4 separate regions of the Mus musculus genome follow, and regions 1, 3 and 4 are each linked to region 2. Evidence: chromatin contacts called from public Micro-C, capture Hi-C and promoter capture Hi-C data. All regions are on one chromosome and are shown on one strand. The core of a region is the stretch at or near the end of the contact, and the rest is flanking DNA. Distances in the headings are between cores, read along the strand shown. Region 1 overlaps Gm33998 (a long non-coding RNA gene). Region 2 holds the start of Pld6 (phospholipase D family, member 6). Region 3 holds the start of Olfr222 (olfactory receptor 222). Region 4 holds the start of Rasd1 (RAS, dexamethasone-induced 1).

What was found. Promoter capture Hi-C pulls out the DNA fragments that hold promoters and counts their contacts. Hi-C and Micro-C count contacts between places; a contact is called where the count stands out from the background. Capture Hi-C pulls out chosen DNA fragments and counts their contacts.
Region 1: a contact with region 2 is called in a promoter capture Hi-C map of trophoblast stem cells, with 3 times the contacts expected there. The contact joins the enhancer-like site here to the promoter of Pld6 in region 2. A contact is called at or near these places in 22 of 39 promoter capture datasets (the 3T3-L1 cell line, 3T3-L1-derived adipocytes, the C10 cell line and 14 more), 5 of 15 datasets of contacts at CTCF or cohesin (the NIH/3T3 cell line, embryonic stem cells, hippocampal excitatory neurons and 2 more), 48 of 484 Hi-C or Micro-C datasets (the AtT-20 cell line, B cells, the Ba/F3 cell line and 29 more), 12 of 115 datasets of contacts at active chromatin or transcription factors (cardiomyocytes, embryonic basal ganglia, embryonic stem cells and 6 more) and 5 of 9 other capture datasets (adipose tissue, embryonic stem cells, embryonic trunk and 2 more).
Region 3: a capture Hi-C map of embryonic stem cells shows a contact between it and region 2, with 2.6 times the contacts expected there. The contact joins the promoter of Olfr222 here to the promoter of Pld6 in region 2. A contact is called at or near these places in 15 of 39 promoter capture datasets (the C10 cell line, the HPC-7 cell line, cranial neural crest and 10 more), 1 of 484 Hi-C or Micro-C datasets (bone marrow-derived macrophages) and 2 of 9 other capture datasets (adipose tissue and embryonic stem cells).
Region 4: a contact with region 2 is called in a Micro-C map of embryonic stem cells, with 1.8 times the contacts expected there. The contact joins the promoter of Rasd1 here to the promoter of Pld6 in region 2. A contact is called at or near these places in 1 of 484 Hi-C or Micro-C datasets (embryonic stem cells) and 1 of 9 other capture datasets (pancreatic islet).

The regions. Positions count from the first base shown.
Region 1 is chr11:59,635,558-59,638,742 of GRCm38.p6, reverse strand. It overlaps Gm33998 (a long non-coding RNA gene), which reads left to right. Exons shown (of 3, transcript XR_388694.3): 3 at 1,729-3,185. Among named protein-coding and RNA genes, the nearest start is that of Gm33998, 6.2 kb to the left of the region's middle. Within about 2 kb of position 1,557, at least 115 of the 459 cell types and tissues checked have an H3K27ac peak or open chromatin away from gene starts, as enhancers often do. A contact at or near this core is called in 3T3-L1-derived adipocytes, B cells, the C2C12 cell line and 15 more, where this site is marked.
Region 2 is chr11:59,786,057-59,789,052 of GRCm38.p6, reverse strand. Pld6 (phospholipase D family, member 6) reads left to right here and starts at 1,396. Exons shown (of 2, transcript NM_001290283.1): 1 at 1,396-1,835. The coding sequence starts at 1,418.
Region 3 is chr11:59,570,337-59,573,254 of GRCm38.p6, reverse strand. Olfr222 (olfactory receptor 222) reads left to right here and starts at 1,517. Exons shown (of 1, transcript NM_001011789.1): 1 at 1,517-2,473. The coding sequence starts at 1,517. The coding sequence ends at 2,473.
Region 4 is chr11:59,963,460-59,966,365 of GRCm38.p6, reverse strand. Rasd1 (RAS, dexamethasone-induced 1) reads left to right here and starts at 1,422. Exons shown (of 2, transcript NM_009026.5): 1 at 1,422-1,846; 2 at 2,000-2,906. The coding sequence starts at 1,561. The coding sequence ends at 2,556.

The DNA.
Region 1 (3,185 bases), core at 308-2,807, 150 kb after region 2:
GCCATGTGACATAGGTGCTGGGAATTGAGCTCGAGTCCTCAGCAATAGCAGCAAGTGCTCTTAACTGCTGAGCCACGTCTCCCATTCCTACATGTTCTCTTCACGCCAGTGCCATCTATGTCTCCACTGGGCTGCAACTCCAGCCGCTGATGTGCCACATTCTGTACAGCTGTAAGGGTTGACCTAAGTGGGGCGTTGAAGGGATGAAGAAAGGATACACACGGAAAAGCTGGGATCAGGTGGGCTGTGCTCACCCTAGTGGAGGGCACCAGCGGTGCCACCAACAGTGGGGAATCCCAGCACCTTTATTTATACTCTGAGCCAAGGTAGAGGGTTTATCATATACAGCTGGATAAGGAAGCAGGCTCACAGTATACACATAAACAGGAGACATGTTTAGTTAATCTTTCTGAGAAGTCTTTGTAGGGGATCAGTCTTGGGCTGCAGTCATCCCAGAGGAGGAAGTTGGTTGATCGTTTCTGAATACACTGTCTATATTCACACTCGGATCAGATGAAGGCTTTGCCAGTTCCCATGGGTCTGAGGCACTGGGGTCCTTGACATGGCTGTGTTCAGCAACACACATTCACTCAGACCTTTCTCTGCTCCCCACGCTCATCTGGCCTCTGACTCTTTGGCTTGCCTGTTTGGACATTTTCACATCATAAAGTCATATGGCATATGATCTGTGGTCTGCAGCCTTCACCCAGCCTCGTGGTTTCAAGACTCACCCTCCTGGTACCTGTGGACATACCATTTTACCATTCTTCTGTGGCCAACTTATAGGCTGTTACATGGGTACAGCACGCACATTCACACACACACACACACACACACACACACACACACACATACACATTGTTGAGAAGATAAGGTTTTACTCTGTAGCTCTGGCTACTTTGGAATTTATCATGTGGACCAGACTGGCCTCCAACTCAGAGATCTGCCTGTCTCTGTTTCCTCCTGAGTGCTGGGATTAAAGGCATGCACCACCACCACCCGACCAGATTTCATATTTTAATGTTAGCAAATACATTTTAAAATACATGTTGAAAGAAGCCAGGCATGTGGCTTATCCCTGTAACTGAGCACTCGGGATGCTGATGTTGGAGAGATGCACGGGGTAAAATCAGCCTGGGTAGGAAGATGAGATCTTGTCTGAAAAAAAAAAATAAAAATTAATAAAAAGTGGAAATAAACATCGAAAGAGACAGTGCATAGCAAGACATTAAAGGGAGATAATGAGTTGCTGTCCCACAAAAGGGAGAGATGGCCCTAGTATTAAAGAAAAAAAAAAAGAGTCCATAGTATTTTTTCCCAACTTCCTGTTCCATATAAACAGAAACATTTCCCAAGCCTTGGTCTACAAGGCTACATTCTGTGTGATGCCTTCTTGTCTATATTCCCAGAAGGCCAATGCTCAGCAAAAGTACGAGATGTTTCCTGAGAGCAAAAGGGTCTGGCCACACCCCACTTAGCCTAACCTGTATCCCCAGCCACTGTAGCCAACCACAGATGACCTGCCGCAAACACTAAAGAGGAACTTCCTCCCTCCCATGCTAACCACTGGGATGGGTGCCTGAGTCACTTCCTGCTTGAAAGATAGATAGCGTGGTGCATACCCCAAAGCTCAGAGATTAAACATGTTTGGGAGCTATGGTGTGGGCTAGCTTGTCACCTCCGTTTAGCCACTGATGGCCAGTGATTTACATTCAGTATTCTGTTCAGTCTTCCAAACAGATTCAAAAGGGGACTGAGAGTCATACCTACCTAAGGTGGAGCTCAGAGACGCAAAACACTGACCAAAGGTCCCAAGACCTGAACTTGAACATGTTCTACAACTGCTGCTACACCCTCCTGGTAAACCTGACAAAATAATCTTGGACTGTGAAGCTTTCTGTGACCCAGAGCCACCACATTTCCCTGACCTGTGAGGCTATCTGGAAGGGACCTATTGTTTCTCCTATCCCCTGTGGACTTTCCCCTGCTGTTACCTGTGACAAAGCCTTCGTTATGCCACGCTGACAGCATTTGGAGCACTGCAACTATAATACAACGTTGGCCTAGAGAAGAAGCCATTTCAGACTCCTTTGTGGGCTGCAGATGAGGAGAACGGCTGGCTCACATCATTTACTAACTGGGTCATGCCAGCCCTTGACCATGCTCCCAAAGGCCCTGCCTGGCACCGTGTCAGCCAGTCCTGTCTGTGCCTCGGGTTTATGAGGAGGTATTCCCTCCTCGATAACAATGTTCAGAAGGAGCTAAGTCGGGGCGGGTGGGCAGACCCAGAATCCCCGCCTACAAGAGTGGCATTTTCCCCTTAAGTCCTTGCAGAATGAGTCTATGTGGCTTCCCTACTATGGCTTGGGTACTTGTGGCATTGTTGAAATGCCAAGCAGGGCTGGCACCCCTGCTTCCAGTAGCCCAACAGCCACTGCCCTCTTGGCAGCCCTGAGCTATGTGCTGAGCAGGTGGCCCTTCCCACTCAATCTGAGTCCAAGAATGTTGTCATCCGGTTGCCCAGGGCCTTTATCAGTGTAGCCTTTCTTACGGTGGCTGGGACAAAGGGTGTGGGTGTCCTCAGGACTCTGGGGGATTCTGGGAATGTATCTTTGCCTCCCCAAAATTCCAGCTGTCCTAGCTGTATGGAATTCTCATCCATCTTGCTGAAGAGATTTGAGACCTGTAGTGGGGGCAGGATACAGTTCAGTTCCTAAGTGTTTTGTTAGACTTACTTAGAGTCTTCTTACCATTTCTGAGTCATGCAATGAGAAGAAAGTTCTAGATTACTACTCAGACGCCTAAGAGCTGGGTATACAGCATCAAGAGATAGAGCGGCTTGGTAAGAGGACTGTGTCCTTCAAGCCTCAACCCTTTCTGACAAAGGTACCTTGTTGGAAAGCAGACCTGTTTTTACAAAGATTCAATCAATTAATCAATAAATTTAAAAAATTTTTAAATGTATTTCTACAAGGAAACTAGTGATATTCAAATGTTGGCGATGAATTCAATTTTTAAAAAAATTGAAATTGTCTGCCAGATTCAGCACATGTGCTGACCAGATGCAGGCTGGGGATCACTACGTTATGGCCCTGGCTCTCAGCCTGACTCTACAAAAGGGTACAGCCAGCCCACATCTGAACCTAGGAACCACAGCCCCTCATCTAGTGGTGGTGCAGCCTCGG
Region 2 (2,996 bases), core at 147-2,646:
TTGCATTATGTATGTGCTTCACTGTTAACAGGGCTGAGCACGATGACTCAGCTTAGTCTTATAATGCCAGTTCTTGAGGGCTAAGGCTAGAAGATTGCTGTAAGTCTGAGACCATCTAAACCAGGCTATGCTACAGAATAAGACCGGTTTGTCTAATGGTGCCCAACGTCAGGAAATAGGTCAGTCTCTGCAGATGAGGAAAGTATCGGGAGCATGGGTATGAGAGGGTCTCCTTAAAACAGGAAGGGGTGTGTGTGTGTGCCCCATCGAGCTCAGCATAGGAAGCCATGCTGGCCTGGGTGGTCCTGGAGGGATGAAGAAAGTGATGTCTGTCTGTATCTTCTAAGTTTTGGGTCAGAGGTCTTCCTGTCTTCCAGCATGTGACATTCTCCTATGTTCAGTCACTGTCCTATGTTCAGTCAAAGCTTCTGATTGTCTGCTGTTTCAGCTGTAGGAACGCAACCCGAGGCAGCTCTGAATTCATCTCACAGTGAGCAAAACTTGCTGCATCATTAGGGACAAAAGACATGGTGCTGAGTGTGGACCACTGTGGACCTAAGTTCATGAGTGTGTTTCCCCTGTCTAGGGCACACTATCTAACACTGGGTGTCCTGAGCCTCTGGTTCATATAGTCTTTCCATCACTTCTTCCATTATACTTAGCCTTAGGTGTCTGGGTTACAATGCAGGTGTATCAGTTGGGGATGAGCAAAAGTACCTGCTGCCAAACCTCGTAAGCGGGGAATCTATCCCCACAGTTGCGAATTCTCAGCATTCTGATCAGTTGTGGAACTCTGATTGTCTTCATCTGTTGAAAAGGAAGTTCTTTGATGAGGGGTGAGAGCTGCACTTATCTGTGGATATAAGTTTTTAGAAAACAGAAATGATTTTGGCCTAGGAAACTGGCAGCAAATAAGTTCTTCTCCCGCAGGCCTCTGGCCTATCCATTGGCTATATTTATAGTACCGTTCATAACTCCTTCCTGTAGACCGTACAAATCCACAAACAACATGGTAATTGAAGAAAATCCCAAAGCAAATCCCATTAAAATCAGGAGACGGCATCCCACTATCCCCATTTCTTTTCAATGCGATGCAGAAACTCTAGAGCAGTCAGGTAAGGGAAGGAAATTCATGGGAAACACATAGGAAAAGAAGTCAAATGAAGGTACTCGCCTTCAATCCCAGCACTCTGCAGAAGCAGGCAGATCTCTGAGTTCAAGGCCAGCCTGGTCCACCAATGAGCGCGCTTCCCCAAGGGCTCTTTGCTAGCTTGGGAAAGCTGTGCAACCGCTAGTTTAGCTCCTGGCTGGGGGCGGGCCCCGCAAGGGGGCGTGGCACACCCGGAGTTGGGGGCGGGCTGGCACGTGTTGGGCGCGCAAGCGCTTGGTGCTACGGCTGACCTTAGAGGTGGCGGCCATGGGGCGCTCGAGTTGGCGGTTGGTGTTCGCGGCTGGTGCGGGTCTCGCGCTGGCCCTAGAGGCACTGCCGTGGCTGATGCGTTGGCTGCTGGCTGGGCGGCGGCCAAGGCGCGAGGTGCTCTTCTTCCCCTCACAGGTGACCTGCACCGAGGCTTTACTGCAGGCCCCAGGGTTGCCTCCCGGGCCCTCGGGCTGCCCGTGTAGCCTCCCCCACAGCGAGAGTTCACTGAGCCGCCTGCTGCGCGCGCTGTTGGCCGCCCGCTCCAGCTTGGAGCTCTGCCTCTTCGCCTTCTCCAGCCCGCAGCTGGGGCGTGCAGTGCAGCTGCTGCATCAGCGTGGGGTGCGCGTGCGGGTCATCACTGACTGCGACTACATGGCCCTCAACGGCTCTCAGATCGGCCTGCTGCGCAAGGCAGGTAAACCGCCGCCGAGGGTGCACACCGGCAGAGGGGTAGAGGACTTACTTGATGCCCCTACCGACTTTGTCCAGAGCAGGTAGCATTTCAGGGAGAAAGGTGGAGGCAGGCAGGCAGAGATGAGCGGGCCAAGGAGCCAAGGTTCATAGTCTGTTATATTCCGTGTCTGGGCTCCCCATGAGTAAGGTATGTGGCAATTCCCACCAGTTTCCACGCTCTGACCTTGACCTTAGAGGCGTGTGTGTTTAGACTTAATTTCTGTGATTGTTCTAGGCTGAGATGGCTGACATAAGTGAAGGCATGGAGGATAAAACTTAAGTCAGTTTAAACTCAGCCAACACTGAGAAACCCTTAGCGGCTGTGTGACCACAGCGGGAGTAGGAGTGACAGTGTTGATTAGTGAGTTTCCCACTAGACTCTGTGATCATTGGAAAGTGGACCCTACAGTGTGGCGAATACTTGCTTCTCAGCGATCACCTCTGGGCCCATAGGTATGTCTGGCCCGCCTACAGCTCAGCAGCAGGTGTGACAATATCCTCCCTTAGGCCTGTGGCCCTTGTTTGTTTTCCTTCAAGTGGTTGGCACTGGAGGAACACAAACTTTGACTGCTAGATCCCTTCATTACGCAGGAGTCAGTGCCCCCATGTCCCTCCCACACACCTGCCTAGCCTAATCGTTGTGCCCACAGTGGCTGACAGGCTAGGGGAGCCCTTGGGAGATGTCCAGGCTTTGTAGGGCTCTCGAGGCTTTTTATTTCCTCCACACGGCCTGTCTTCCCACATCCTGGGGATGGTGTAGCCTTGGAAACCAGGTCTGCTTCCAGATCCCTCATAGGGAAGGAAGAACACCGCAGCACTGACCTGTTGTGTATCACTCACGTGGGCAGCACAGAAGCACTCTGTCAGTCTGATAGCTGCCCCTGTCCCCTTGCTGGCAGTCACAAAGTGACCTTCAGCCAGGTCATCATTTTGGGTGGTGGACAGTAGGTATCAGACATGGTTGATGTCACTGTATTTAGAGTTTGGAGAGTCATAAAATCTCAGATTCAGCGTGGTGGCACTGCCGGGCGTGGTAGCGCATGCCTTTAATCCCAGCACTCGGGAGGCAGAGGCAGGCGGATTTCTGAGTTCGAGGCCAGCCTGGTCTACAAAGTGAGGTCCA
Region 3 (2,918 bases), core at 268-2,767, 220 kb after region 2:
TCTTGGAGACAATGAAGGATGAAGGCCATGCACTCAAGAGTTGAACACTTCAACCCACACTATTTATTAGAGAGAGAGAGAGAGAGAGAGTAATGAATGGGGACTCTAAGAGAGGATGCTGGCTAAGTGTTGAGAACTACATTTTTAAATAGGTACAGACAGTGGAAACAGAAACATGTAAAAAGGTGACATCCTCTGCTGCATAAATGACAAGTTTCTCCTTAGCCCTGGAGCTCCATCATGGACTAGTATAGTTATCAGAGGCCACCAGAGAGAGAGAGAGCCTTGACTCTGCACACAGAGGGGCTTTGATCCACAGAGCAGCTTTGATAGTCGTGAGGGGAACTTTTCCAAATGGTTGAGGTCTCCAGGCTGTCAAAGGCTTACTGGGGCCAACTCCTAATGACCTAATTTCATTTTGTCTCCTACCTCAATCCCATGAATCACTGATGGCAGGCAGCTCATTGGTTCCCTGAGAGCAGCGGCACCCAGAAATCAAACTGGCTGTGCTCTTTGTCTCTGTCTCTCTGTCTCTCTATCTCACTGTCTCTCTCTCTCTCTCTCTCTCTCTCTCTCTCTCTCTCTCTGTCTCTCTCTGATAATATCTCCTTGGCAAAGATTTAAATGTCACTCTAAGTATGAAACAAATAGCATCCCAGAGCCAACTGATCTTTTGTCAAACAATTCTAAGGACTTTCTCCCAAGCTCACCATTGTTGCACTCAGGTCTCACTGGGAATCAGTAACAAATCAGAAGGTAAAGTTTTCCATTCCCCCCCCCCCCCCACTCCAGGTATTCAGAGAGCCTGGAACCCTGCTGTTTTACAGTCTGAGTGAGGGACAGAGAAGCCATGGTGAGTAGTCTAGGGCCAGAGCTTCTGTAGTCCTGTGAGCCAGAGCACATCCTCACAGTGACATTGTCACAGTGACATCCTCACAGTGACAGGCCAGGTGTCGTCATCAGAGGTGAGAAGGCTGCATGACTGTGAGCTTATCGAGAGAGTCCCTCCCTGCTCGCAAAGCGCGTCTTCCTGCTTTATTTTACCTCTTTCCTCTATCCTGTCTCTGTCTCCAGAAGACAAAATAAAAAAGCCTCAGAAAGTGGACACTTTCCCATCAACGTGTTTGTGGAGAAGTCAAACACTCCAGGGGCAGTGGGAATCATGGGAGTCATGACTGAACGTGAATGACGCCTGAGGCTGTGTGGAACTCTGGCACCGAAGTCTCTCTATCTTCTCCAGGATCTGCAGCCGAGGCAAGCCTCATCCCCACTCCCACTGTAACAGATGCAGGAATTGAAGTTTAGCAAGACTGGCTTGGTGAAGGTCAGAGTAGGAGGGGGTGTGAGATGCGCATACTGCTGTCTTGACGCCCCATCCAGGGGGCTAAAGAGGGTCAGGCAGGAGGAAGCCTGAGAGAAAGCAGACACCGTGAGAAAATGACTCATTTCATCCCGTGCCAGTCACTCACCCAAACTCTCTTCACTCATCATCGCAGCTCCCAGAAGATGCCTTAGCATGAGAGGTGACAACCACAGCTGCTTCTGGGACACCCCAAAGGACTTTATCCTCCTGGGCATTTCCGACAGGCCATGGCTGGAGCTCCCAGTCTTTGCAGTCCTCCTGGTGTTCTACATTCTGGCTATGCTGGGGAACATCTCTATCATCCTGGTATCCCAGCTGGATCCTCAGCTCCACAGCCCCATGTACATATTCCTCAGCCACTTGTCCTTCCTGGATCTCTGCTACACCACCACCACTGTCCCTCAGATGCTGTTCAACATGGGGAGCTCCCAGAAGACCATCAGTTACGGTGGCTGCACGGTGCAATACGCCATTTTCCACTGGCTGGGCTGCACCGAGTGCGTTGTCTTGGCGGCCATGGCTCTGGACCGCTACGTGGCCATCTGTGAGCCACTCCGCTATGCTATCATCATGCACCGCCCACTCTGCCAGCAGCTCGTGGCTATGGCCTGGCTCAGCGGCTTCGGCAACTCCCTTGTTCAGGTCATCCTGACAGTGCAATTGCCTTTCTGTGGCCGGCAGGTGCTGAACAACTTCTTCTGCGAGGTGCCAGCCATGATCAAGCTGTCCTGTGCTGATACTACGGCGAATGATGCCACCCTGGCTGTGCTGGTGGCCTTCTTTGTGCTGGTCCCTCTGGCCCTCATCCTCCTCTCCTACGGCTTCATTGCTCGGGCAGTGATGAGGATCCAGTCCTCCAGGGGACGGCACAAGGCCTTCGGGACTTGCTCTTCCCACCTGTTGGTGGTCTCCCTCTTCTACCTGCCCGCCATTTACATGTACCTGCAGCCGCCATCCAGTTACTCACAGGAGCAGGGCAAGTTCATCTCCCTCTTCTATTCTATAATCACCCCCACCCTTAACCCTTTCATCTACACCTTGAGGAATAAGGACGTGAAGGGAGCTCTCCGAAGACTCCTGGCAAGGACCGGAAGGCTGTGTGGAAGGTGAAAAATGTAATCCCGGAAGACCTACACCTCTGGCAGAACTCCGCAGCAAGGACTCTGGGGGGTGGGTAGGGTTGTAGCTCAGGGGTGGTACAGCACTTCCTTGGCATGTGGGAAGGACTGAGTTCAACCCCTAGGGCTGTAGGAAATTCTTGGAACAGTAGGTTCTTTGAGAGATTTGAAAGAAAACAAAAAACATCCAAAAGCATTTCACCTTCCGTGTGGTGATGAGGCTCAAAGTCCCGCATCTGAGCGTTAAGTTCCATTCTCAGAGCACAGTTCTAAGAAGCCATATATCTTCAAGAAGCGCTTAAATGACTTGATGCTCACAAGTACTCGTTACGCTGTTTAACTTCTAATTCCCTGGCTCTTCCTGTTTTCTTCCTCTTCCTGTATTTCCTCTCTCGTTTCCCATGTATCTTTTTAAACCCCTTTCTTCCATTACAGTC
Region 4 (2,906 bases), core at 173-2,672, 180 kb before region 2:
GGAAGACTGGGAGCCAGGTGGCCAGCAGCGTGCTTCCCTGTGCTTCAGTTCCCCCATCTGTTAAATGCAGAGTGTTGCTTCTCTGTCTCCAGGGAGAGCATTATCATTTAGCACAGGGACCACCAAATCAATACACCTACGTTGCATGGGCTCCAGGCAGGATGCCCACTGCTGATCTAGAGACTGGGTTTCTGTTGAAATCCTGGATCATAGTGCAAGCATCTGGATGGGTGGGAATGACTTTAGCCCTGCCTGTGGGACACCAAGACTGCCTGGATGGGCAAGGGGCATTTGTCAGCCACTCGGTCTCTGGGCCTCTCCTAAATAAGACGAGGTCAGAGCAGAATAAACACAGCTCACCTGTGTCGTCAGTTACAAGCAGCAGACGCGTCCCGTTTCTCCTCAAGCATCACTCAGTCCTGGTTACTGATCAACCTGCCACCGGCTTCCTCCCCTAGGCAGCCTCCCTGATACTATACTTTTATTGTTCTGACCAGGCCCTGGTCTCGGAACGTGTTTGTACTTAATCTTTACAATCAAGGAACCAGTGTCATCTTTCAGAAAGGGAAACTGAACTACAGTGAAGGTTGTGCTTCCAGGCCTCCTCTGAGATCATCGGCCCCAGTCAGCCACCTCAGTGCAAAATGACGATGAATTGGCCCACGAGAGGGGAAAGTCCCGAAAGCCATAGGAGGCTGTAGGTACTCTGGCCTGTTTTGATTTTTTTTTTTTAAAGGGGCTTGTCTCGAAGTATGAAGTCAGGTACAGACTCTCCTCTACTGAGGTCCCCATCGATCAGATTCTCTCTAGTTGGGAAAGTAGAGCACAGGAAGTCCATGACAGCGCTCCCCGTCAGGGTCCCCAGCCAGCCTCCTGCCCCTCTCCAGAGTGGCCACAACCTTAGGCATCCCAGCGGGTCCGTGGGGCTCCCTGCTTCCCTCTGGTGGCTGAAGCGCAAAGCGCGGACGATAACATAGAAAACCCACAAACACCGGACACTAAGCCCAGGAGAGCACCAAGAGTCCGGGGACCTAAGGGGTTGGCCCTGGGGCAAATGTCCAGCAAATCTGTTGCTATCATCAGATAATATTTTTTGGGGAAACTAAGGCCCAAGAAAAGTGGGTGTCTGTGCACTAGTGTTAAGAGAATGGAGATCCCAGAGGTAAGTGAATCAAAGGCACAGCCAGGACCTCTGCGGCCAAAAGTGGGAAGCGCCGGATCCCACTGGCCGTAGTTTGGATTTAGTTTTCCTTTCAGCGCACGTAGGTCTGAAGAGGAGCCTCAGGCTCCAAGGCGGAGGTCGCTGCGTCTAGGAGGAGCTGGGCGCGTCCGGGGGCGGGACGTGACGCACCTTAGCTGGGAGGTGCCTGGCCGGGCTTCGGCCAACTGAATATAAGGGCGGTGTGGGGCGCGGAAAGCCTGAGCCTGCTGTCTGTACCCAAGAGCCCAGACCAGCTCGCGCAGTCCCGAAGCCAAGCTCTTCCGTCACTCCGGAGTTCTCTGCAGCCCTCTCTCTACCTTCTCTCGGCCACGCATCCGCCCCTGGGGCCCCTCTACCCAATGAAACTGGCCGCGATGATCAAGAAGATGTGCCCAAGCGACTCTGAACTGAGTATCCCGGCCAAGAACTGCTACAGGATGGTCATCCTCGGCTCATCCAAAGTGGGCAAGACGGCCATTGTGTCGCGCTTCCTCACGGGCCGTTTCGAGGATGCTTACACCCCTACCATCGAGGACTTCCACCGAAAGTTTTACTCGATCCGCGGCGAAGTCTACCAGTTGGACATACTGGACACATCCGGCAATCATCCGTTTCCCGCCATGCGGCGCCTCTCTATCCTCACAGGTGAGTGGGGAGTCGACGGGGATAGGGGGACCGGAGTCTTGAGGGGAGTGGATGGGGCTGGTGTGTTGTGCTTGGGGCTTGCCCCTTCACCTGGGGTGTCTGCAGCTCTGTGCCTGGCAGCTGTCCTCACCTTTCCCACTCGTTCCCTTATAGGAGACGTTTTCATTCTGGTGTTCAGCTTAGACAACCGCGACTCATTCGAAGAGGTGCAAAGGCTCAAACAGCAGATCCTAGACACCAAGTCCTGTCTCAAGAACAAAACCAAAGAGAATGTGGACGTGCCGCTGGTCATTTGCGGTAACAAAGGGGACCGGGACTTCTACCGGGAAGTAGAGCAGCGGGAGATTGAGCAGCTGGTGGGTGACGACCCTCAGCGTTGTGCCTACTTCGAGATCTCAGCCAAGAAGAACAGCAGCTTGGACCAGATGTTCCGTGCGCTCTTTGCCATGGCCAAGCTGCCTAGCGAGATGAGCCCCGACTTGCACCGCAAGGTATCTGTGCAGTACTGCGACGTACTGCACAAGAAGGCTCTGAGGAACAAGAAGCTTCTGCGTGCGGGCAGCGGAGGCGGGGGCGACCACGGCGATGCCTTTGGCATCTTGGCGCCCTTTGCTCGCAGACCCAGCGTGCACAGCGACCTCATGTACATTCGTGAAAAAACCAGTGTCGGCAGCCAGGCTAAGGACAAGGAGCGCTGTGTCATCAGTTAGGAGCCCCCAGGGTCAGCCACACAACCTGAGGACCTTTTTTGTTCAAAAGTCAAATCGGATTCCTGGACTAGCGGTCCGTGCCACAGGAGCGCCAATTGGCCTTCTCCTTCCCTCCCTGAGACCCAGCCCGGGGAGACCAAGCCAGTAAGGGACAGTCACCTGCTGTGAAAGGAAAGAGAACTAGCTAAGACAGGAGCTGTCACCTCCGATTCTGGGATGCCAGGACCCAGCAGAGGGGCGCTTGGCATTTTTCTCAAGAGGTTTGAGAAAAAGCGTGTGAAGTTCATCAGCCTGTGAGACTTAAAGTAACTGTCCTGCTCGCTTCAGGGCAGGACTAATAATAGGGCATT